Regions from separate parts of the Rattus norvegicus genome. Here region 1 is linked to region 2. Evidence: chromatin contacts called from public Hi-C data. All regions are on one chromosome and are shown on one strand. Each heading gives the region's core, a stretch centred on a gene start, on an enhancer-like site or on the middle of the called end of the contact. The rest is flanking DNA. Distances are from core to core; before and after follow the strand shown.

Region 1 (4,913 bases), core at 645-3,144, 290 kb before region 2:
CAATATCTTAGTTTGGATTCTATTGCAGTGAAAAGACCCCATGACTGAGACAACTTATAAAGGCAAACGTTTAATTGGGGCTGGCTATTGTTTCAGAGGTTTATTTAGTCCATTATCATCATGAAGGGAAACATAGCAGCATACAGTGCAGGCTGACTTGGTGCTGGAGAAACCAAGAGGTCTACATCTTGATGGAAGGAAGCAGAAAGAGATTGTCTTTCACAGGCAGCCAGGAGGACGCTCTCTTCCACACTGGGCAGAGTCTGGGCACAGGAGAAAACCTCAAAAGCCTGCCTACTCAGTGACACACCTTCTCCAGCAAGGACTCATCCACTTCAACAAGGCCACACATCCTAGTAGTGCCCCATCCCACGGGCCAAGATATTCAAACCACCACACACTGTGTAAATATCAGATCTGAGATTTTATTTAACATGCTTAATATAAATCTTATTCATCAGGCAATTGTTAGCCTTATGGTAGTTTTAATATCATAAGTTTGTGTTGATCCAATGAGACAAATATTTCAAACATAAGAGTTTCCTTGGAAAGGGTGTGTATTTATGTATGTTTGTGTGTGTGCTTGTGTGTCTGTGTGTGTGTGATTTAGCAATAGATTTAAACAGTAACCACAGCCTAACTTAACATTTACACATTTATCTAAACACAGCAAACCTGCCTCAAATGTAGAAAAAAAAAAGACCAGAGTCTTAGGAGATGATTAAATGATGTTTGTAAACACTTGTGCTTATCAAGTTTCATCAGAGGGTTGCATTACAGTTGTGGGAAGCTACACTATGTACAGAATTGGATGGTTTCAAAAGAAGGCATTGTAAATATATAACCTGAAAACCTTTACACTATCTTTTAAAACTTCTTGCCCTCATTGCTTGGTTATTTCGGTGAGGGTTACTGAAAGTTTAATGTTTGTACACGTTAACAATAAGCATGTATGAAACATACTATATTAATCTTATATCATGACAACTGAACACGTATTAATGCTTAATGCATATATGTGTGATATACTTTGTGCCTGAAGCCATTTATCTGCAAATATTGCTGCTGAAGGTTAGGCTAGCTCCTTCCTGGCTGTCTCCAAATCACTTCAGAATGGATTTTCTTGGGCAGAGAGTGTGCGTGGTCAAAATCTATATCTTCCCCATATAGTTCGTTTCCTGTACAGCTGGATCTGTCCCAGTTCACTGCCCCAGAGCAAACAGAAGCTATTAATATTTTAATGAATTACCTTTGGGGCACCATGAAAAAAAGAAGAAGAAGAAGAAGAAAAGAAGAAGAAGAAAGCAATAAGATTGCCAGTTTCCCTGAGGGATTGGGGAGCCTGAGGCAGTTTCATCTCCTGTCAGCCTTGGTCCCTGAAATGTTTCCCTTGTTAAGTCTCCACACTGTCATTTCTGACTGTCTTGGCATGTCTCAGCTACACCATTCTCAGCTCTTCCTTTCTGTTTTGCAATTACCCAGTTTGCTGCTGGGGAAAAAGAAAATCTCTAGGCAGTGTTTGCAACACATTTCGAACCATTTGGGAAAAGAGGAGAGGGAGAGGGAGAGGGAGAGGGAGAGGGAGAGGGAGAGGGAGAGGGAGAGGGAGAGGGAGAGGGAGAGGGAGAGGGAGAGGGAGAGGGAGAGGGAGAGGGAGAGGGAGAGGGAGAGGGAGAGGGAGAGGGAGAGGGAAATTGACTGATACCATGATGAAAGATTCATTTTCTCGTCAGCACCCATCAATACTCTCTCTTAGATGTCACTGACAAAGAGACCCCCAAAATCACTGTGGATCTTCCTGGTGAGTTTTTTCCAGGGGTGAGCACTGCATTAAAGCTTGTCTGTTGACGGCATTCTTGCAAAGTGTGAAACGGCCACTAGATGGCAGAAGCGCACCACCTAAGAGGAGAGCCATTGTCAAGCAAACAGCTTCAGCCTCCCTCCTGACTCCTGGCAGATGTGGGGGAGGAGTTGCTGATTATTGATTAGTTCACTGACCCCTGTCTCCTCCTCTTCTCCTCTAGCTCTAATTGCAATCCTGGATACGGTTCTCCCATGGCCACCTCTGTCAGGGTGGGTGGCTACAGAAACTGTCCTGCTGGATCCTGTAAGTGGATCTGCAAGATGCAGAGTCTCGTTAGTTCAAGGTGGTCTGAATATCTTTTAACTTACCCAGCCCAGTAATCCCGGAAACTGACAGAAAGGAGTCCTAAATATGCCCCTGGCTGGGAATTGTAGTTTCTCCTAGGATTAGTGTGGTGGGTCAATAAACTTGCCTCTGATAAACACACCTGGTTGTCTGCCACGCTTGTCTCTGCTCATTCATTTTCTCTTCCATTAAATGTGTACGTAGTTCCCACCGTGAATTAGGTGCCAGGAACACAACCATGGGTGAGACATATCCAGGCCCTTCAAGAAATCTGTTTAGGTACCAGAGAGTTGAAAAGGCACAATAGAAGAGTGATAGTTGATGCAGGAAGGGTGGATACAGGGCATGTTCTCTTCTCAGTCGTAGGCGATAAAGAATACAGAGAGAGTAGGGACAACTAGGAATGGGACAGGCAAAGAGTCGGGATAGGATAGTCCCAACCTAGTGTCTAACCTAGAGATTAGAATTATCTGCAACTGAGGTAGGACAGGGTGCTGTGAAGGAAGAAGTTGTCTGGCTAATGTGAAGCCAGGCATGTGGGCAGTGGATCAGCAAGCCAGGACCAGATTGAGACAGTCTCCTCAGTGCCGTGACAAAAACACTTCTGCCTGAATTTCCTTTGTCAGTGGAGAGCTGTGAAAGTTCAAGTAAAAGGCAGAGCCCTGGTCCTAGCCAGCTTTTATAGACAGATCATTCTGATGGCAGTAAAAGAGGGTAGTATTACAAAATTACAAAGTTTGTACAATTACAAAACTCGAGGGTTAGGTCATACAAGGGGACACAGTCAGTAACCTATAAGGAGGCGCAGAGAGGTATTTGGAGATTTTTTTGCATACATGGAGTGAGAAACCTGCTGACTCACAAATGACTTTCTAACCTTTGTCTGGGGCAGGTCCAAAGAATGAGTGGCCGGTGAGTAGAGCAGTAGGCAGGCAGTTAATGTTGACTCTCGATGTATAATGCTCAAATAGCACAAAACTGTAAGTTTGCATCATTCATCAGCTCACCCGTTTGAGTGGCTTCATGCATGATAGGCTTTGCATAAAACAATGTCTGGTTGATATACAGCGTTAGGGTGAAGGAATCTTCACAGAACTAAGGGATCAACTTTTCTCTCCTTAATAAATTCCTCCGTTGTGTTTGTTTCTATTACACATTTTGGATTTGACTGCATACACTATATTTCAAGGCATTTTAATAGACACCTCGGTAAAACTAGGGTAGAAGTTGCTCAGGACAAATCAGCAAGCACTAAATTGATGGCTCCATAGAAAGCATCATAAAAATGCTTTGAATGAAATGTGTGCACAATCCTTGGAGGTACTTTTGACATACAATTTGGGAGTTTTCTGTGATTAATAGTACCATGAGTATTCAAATAAAGAAAAGATGGAACGAGAGATAGACAGACAGATGGATGGACAGACAGACAGACACACACTGCGCACACTCAGAGGGAGAGAGAGAGAGAGAGAGAAGAGGGGAGCAAGGGAGACTTATCTGATCTTCCTGTGTCTTTGTGACATTCTAAAAACACACAAATCAACATTAAAAAAAAAACCAAGGCGGGATAACAGAAGATGGCTAAACATCTAGGTTCTAAAGGATGAGAACGGAATACATTGTCTACGCACTGATATACTGTGAACACATTCTGCAGGTCCAGGCTTCAGCTAACAGTGCATGTCCTGACTCAATATTTATTGAGCTTTACTGGCTGCAAGCGGGGCTAACCGATACAGGTATCTTCCTTCTCATCACTCTTAAGACCCATGAAGCACAACAGATCTCAGCCAAGGAAACATAAGTGCAATGCATTGCTTTAACAAACATGAACCTTGCACTAAGTCTCCAATACTGTTCTTCCTTGTGATTGTGCTTCCATAGAAAGAAGTGTGTGTCTGTGCTTGAGAGACACAGGGTAACAGGGCCACAGGATCATACGTACATTGCCTCAGTCATCATTACAGAGACAGAATCCTTCAGTTTGTGTCCGCACGAAATGAGCACCTGCTGAAAAAAGTCAGGGAGTCTCCTAGGTCCTCCGAAAAAAGCTGCTGCTGAAAGGTGGGAAGTGTGCTAGACTTCATCTCGCGTATCAACTCAAATTGATTGCAATTGGCTGCACGGAGTGCCCTGCTGAGCAGGGTTAGTAAGAAAGAAAGATTGTTTTTCAAATGAGCAATTGCTTAGGAAAGGAGAGTAGAGGCACATAGCGTGTAGTCCTTAATCTTCCACTACACCATGGCTTAATCAATATTATTGACATATTTAGAGAAAGGACACATAGAGGAGTTGAAATGTACTGTTAAAAACTAGAGATCAGACAAGCCATCTAAGGCAGAGAAGACCCATTGCTGAGTCTTACAGACTGGCATTCAGATCTTCAGGCAGGTGGACACTGTTGAAGGGTAAACCTAGTTGATCAGTCTTCATTATGGCTTTGGCATTATTGAGAATCCATGTTTAGGGAGGCCTCTCCCTATCATTGCATAATAATGTGTTTATGGAGCACAGTGGATTATTTTGATATGAGCAAAAATGCAGTGATCAAACTTGGATAGTTTTTATAACAATCACATGGAAAATTTATCATATCCATGTGTTGGGAACATTCAGTCAAGGAAAAGCCTTTAAATTTAGCTTCTATGTTCCTTAAGACTGGGAAGAAACTCAGCAGATAAAATCGTGAGCATAAGAACAGACAAAATCTTGGTCTGAAACTGTCTGTCCTAAGATTAGGTACCTGGTTTTGGGGAATTCA
Region 2 (4,356 bases), core at 11-2,510:
GCAAGTGTCCCATAGGCCAGTTGTTAGCCAAGACCTAATAGCCTGGCTCAAACGTAAATACATTGACAAGCTGGGCCCATCAAGGTCTTCTTTCTAGAATATACATTTAAAGGGGTGGGGGCTGAGATATTTAACAATGAACAAGAAAGTCAAAAGAAGCTAATGTCCATTTTGCTGCTGTGGCAAGCGGCAAAGTCACGGCCAGGCATAATTTATGAGCAGACAGGTACATGAAGTGGAGATTAAGAAAAACCGGTGCAGAAAGAGCAGAGCAAAGCAGACAAGCAAAAAAAGAGAAAGACCTTGAGGAGAGGACACAGCTTTCTGTCGGTTCCAGAGCCTTCTGGACTCATTCCACTTCTCTCGGGAGATCTTTAATATAGTCTTTTCCAAGGAGATGACTTGGCTAGAACAAAGGGGTCTGATTAAGCACTAGATAAATGTTACTCTCTTTCCTGATTTATTGATACAGTCGACTGTTCGTCTCATCAAACATTCTGACACTCACTCTTTAATGCACTGATTCGGTTAAAGAATTCTTGCCCACCTACCGTGTGCTACGCTTTTGCTGTATGCCTTTTTGTATTGAGCACTGAACTTGAATCTCCCTAAATCGTGTTTGTGTTTTTCTGGTCACTGACCAAGGAGATGAAAAGAACACAGGAGTGGCCTAAAGACGACAGGGATGTTTAGGGAAATAGAAGAATGCTCATCGAATGGCTCAGAGGGGTCTCCCCAACCCTTAATTCTCCAGAACACCACCTAACTCCAGCATCTGCAGTAATAAGGTCTGAAATTTTCTTTTGTTTATTCCCCTGTCGATCTGCTCCACCTAAGAGAAGATTCAGAGCGGGACTTTCACAGCAACTTCCCCTGATCTTGCCCTGTGCTGGCAGGAATGTGTTCCAGCCCATCCCCTGCTCAGTCCCACGGCTTTTCAGATACCACCACATGTCACAGGATGTCACTATACAGCAAAAGCCAGCTTTCATTCTAAGGATTATTTTCCTCTGCCAGCTTTTAAAAGGGAGAGGGAAAACATGCCCGTATTCTCTCCTTACAAAAGAGTAAAGCGTTACAGGGACGAGGTGGGGGCTGGGGGGGATCGTGGGGCCACCAGGTGTCTGGAAAGGTCTGTAAGATCAGGTTCGCTTTCGTGTCCAAATGTGAAACTAGCAGATGGCTCCTCTCGGGGTTGTTTACTCACGATACAGCTCTGTTTGAAAAGACCTGCTGCTGAGAGCAGAGGCTGTGGCACAGGAGGACACTGCAGTCACTCAGAGTCAGTCATCTAGGTCAGGGGCTCCAGAGTCGTGCTTCAGAGTGGGCGTGGGAGTTGGCAGTCCGCAGTAAGCATCTCCAAAGCCTCACGGGCATCGCCTGCTTCTCCACAGTGAGACCCAGCAGCTGTGGAACATCAAAGCTGCTGGGTTTGGGCTACAAACAATATTAGCTAAGCCTGGTTAAGGTTTGTAATTTCTAGTAACAGGACAGGGGTGAGAAAAGTAATTGGCAGTCAGGGCCTCTAATCAATATCAGATTGGCAGTAAATTAGTTGTTTAATTAAATAAAGGTAATTTGTTGGATTGCCAATTATCTTCCCAATATGAGAGACCTCGATTCAATAAAACAAGAGCTTGGTGAGAAAACAAAACCATTCTTTACAAGCTTTAGACAGCATTTCACCGTGAAATCTCCCTTCAGGAGGAGTCTTGCACCTACAGATAGACCAGGACCTTCCACAAGGTTAATGATCCAGGCTGCCACCTTCAACACGGTTGCAAAGGTCAAACTGTGGTCCAGTCGGAGCTGAACTGGCTCCTAGTTAGATTGCCAAAGGATTAAACCTTGCTCCTTCGAACAAGAGGCAACTGAATACTGAGAACTTGGATGCTGTCGCTAGGAAAATTAACTCCTGGGGGACGCGGAGTGTTGAACTCCCTGTTTAACTTAGTAATTATTTTATAATAATCATCATAACAATAATAATAAATAGTAATTTAATGAATCTTCTGAAACCCAAAAGCCTGGAGCTGGAGGGCAGAAACAGCAGCTGGGCCTGGCGTGTTAGCAGCCTTCTCAACACTAGATGGCAGCTCAAGACTGCGTTTGGATCTGTGTCTCCGCGGCAGTTCTCTAGTACTTCCCCCAACCGCCCAAGAGATTTTTAGCCCTCTGAATTTTAACCAATTGTGCTTCATCTTTTGTCTCCAGAAGGACAGAAATAGGCTTCCTCTTCCCCTCTAATTGATTTTAAGTTTCCTTTGTTCAAGCTCTGCTAAAACGAGGAGCGAGCCCTATTTTTCACGGGCTGGCCTGCTTACGATTTCTATTAAGTGGGCCAAATAATTATACCCCAAAGAGAAACCTGTTCTCTGAAAAGCACCCCGCATTTGCTCCCAGAGCAATGTTTGCTCCACTCCTTGCTGCGGCACACTGCAAGGAAGCCGCCGTCCCTGAGGAAGTTGGGGTCTTCTCTTTCAAACCAAATTGCTGGTTTATTGAACGAATCATCTGCTCTTAATGTCCTCTCAGACTGGTTAGTTTATCAAAAAAAAAAAAAGGTCCTAAGTTTGCCTCTTGGTTCCCAGGACCCTTTACTGGATGGATTCTCCAATACTCCTTTTCAAATAATAGCACCCCTACTACGCACAAACAGCTTCGGTGTGTAGCTTCACAGCCCCGTGTAGTCCTGACCTTCCTTCCACACTAAGTCCCTGTTGCTTATGGCAACAGTCCAGAAAGCAGACATGAGCCCTAGGCCATGGCTGCAGCATCCAGCGCTTTGAGTGAGCTATTATTACCTTCTGCTTCAAGCACTCGCCTCCATCTCTTCAGAGTGGTGATGGTGCTACTCACTTGTTCCCAATTTGAGCCACTTCCTTTGCTAACAGCGTCCATCTTGGTGGCTCACCTTCTCCCCAGACTTCCTGTGTCAGATTTTCTAACGCTGCAACTGTCACTTTGTGATTCATTAGCCTCCGAAGAACAGAAGCTCGCTGAGGGCCGTGTCTCTATCATAGATTACTGCCTAGAGTATAAAGCTGGCTGATCTATATTCATTAAATTAAGTACTAAACAAAAAATTTGTAAGCTTGCCTTACCACTATGAATTCTCTCTGATGTGTATCAAAATATAGCTGAAAAGTAGAGAGCCATGGAAACCTCTGAGTGCCTTGTGGGAATCTGTCACACAGTGTCATTGGAATAGCTTTCTATAAGGGGAAATGGGAACCACATATTACAGAATCCTCTTCAAATACCCCCTGCTTATCAGTGAAGGCATTCTAAACACTGGTCATTCTTTGACATATCATCTTTATCACCCAACTAGAGGTCTTCCCCTGCCAAGAATGCCTTCTATTCTGATGTTCCTCACTCTCCCCTCAGTTTTGTGACTCTATGATTGCCTGGCTTAAGCTGACCTCCTTGAATTCTCTGTTCATTCAGTGGCCACTGGGCCTCATAAATCCACTTAAGCTTTTGTTGAGAAGCCTCCCTTAGGCACTGAAGACCCTATCGATGCCCACTTCTGAATTCTGGTAGCCCTGAACTCTCCCTACTTGTGACTGCTACAGTCAAGATCCAAACTATGCAAGGTGGTCTCACTAAGACCTAGAGTTCACATTCTATACTAACTGGGAATATAGTATACATGCATTCCTTATTCTAATTGGTTCCCACCTATATAAACCTATCTTCCCCAGTCAAAATCTAGCTACCTAAGGAACAGTTTATACTATCCATCGTTTATATTTTATAAAGTGTCTAATGTGATCCTAGACATTCAACAACACTCTCTAAACTGGTTCATATAAAGTAAGTTATCCTATAAAATGTCTCATCTGTAACCCAAAATTAATACAAAATAATCTATTATTATTCTATTCCAAGTGTTAGAAGTACCAACAGCAGAACAGAGGAAGAACAAGACTCTAAGAGATCCCATGCCTGATGCCAGGAGATTGTGGGATGACATTTTAATAGACATTCAGTGCTTTCCCAGAGACTGCAGCCCAAAGTAGGACTGCAAAAGGAAGTCATGACAAAGCATGACAGTGGCCAGCTCCAGCCAGGACAGCCTCTGAGACTACTGTTACTTAACATCAGTGTGTGTGTGTGTGTGTGTGTGTGTGTGTGTGTGTGCGTGTAAGCCAGACACACTCCTACCTATAAAATGTGCAGGGATAAAGATGAGCTGAGACAGAGGGAATGGCTAATCAATCTCATTCTATGGACAAGAACCAGTCCCTGACACTATTACTGATACTCTGTTATGCTTGCAAACAAGAGTCTAGCATAACTGTCCTCTAAGAGGCTCTACCCAACAACCAGTGAAAACAGATGCAGAGACCC

The links. A called contact is a pair of places that touch in the nucleus more often than the background predicts.
Region 1: a contact with region 2 is called in a Hi-C map of liver, with 10 times the contacts expected there. The contact joins two enhancer-like sites. A contact is called at or near these places in 10 of 12 Hi-C or Micro-C datasets (the A7r5 cell line, the Rat2 cell line, Schwann cells and 6 more).

Annotation. Positions count from the first base shown.
Region 1 is chr7:85,646,417-85,651,329 of GRCr8, reverse strand. No RefSeq gene overlaps it. Among named protein-coding and RNA genes, the nearest start is that of Slc30a8, 170 kb to the right of the region's middle. Within about 2 kb of position 1,894, at least 6 of the 93 cell types and tissues checked have an H3K27ac peak or open chromatin away from gene starts, as enhancers often do. A contact at or near this core is called in hepatocytes and liver, where this site is marked.
Region 2 is chr7:85,358,460-85,362,815 of GRCr8, reverse strand. No RefSeq gene overlaps it. Among named protein-coding and RNA genes, the nearest start is that of Hmgn2l3, 50 kb to the left of the region's middle. Within about 2 kb of position 1,260, at least 15 of the 93 cell types and tissues checked have an H3K27ac peak or open chromatin away from gene starts, as enhancers often do. A contact at or near this core is called in hepatocytes and liver, where this site is marked.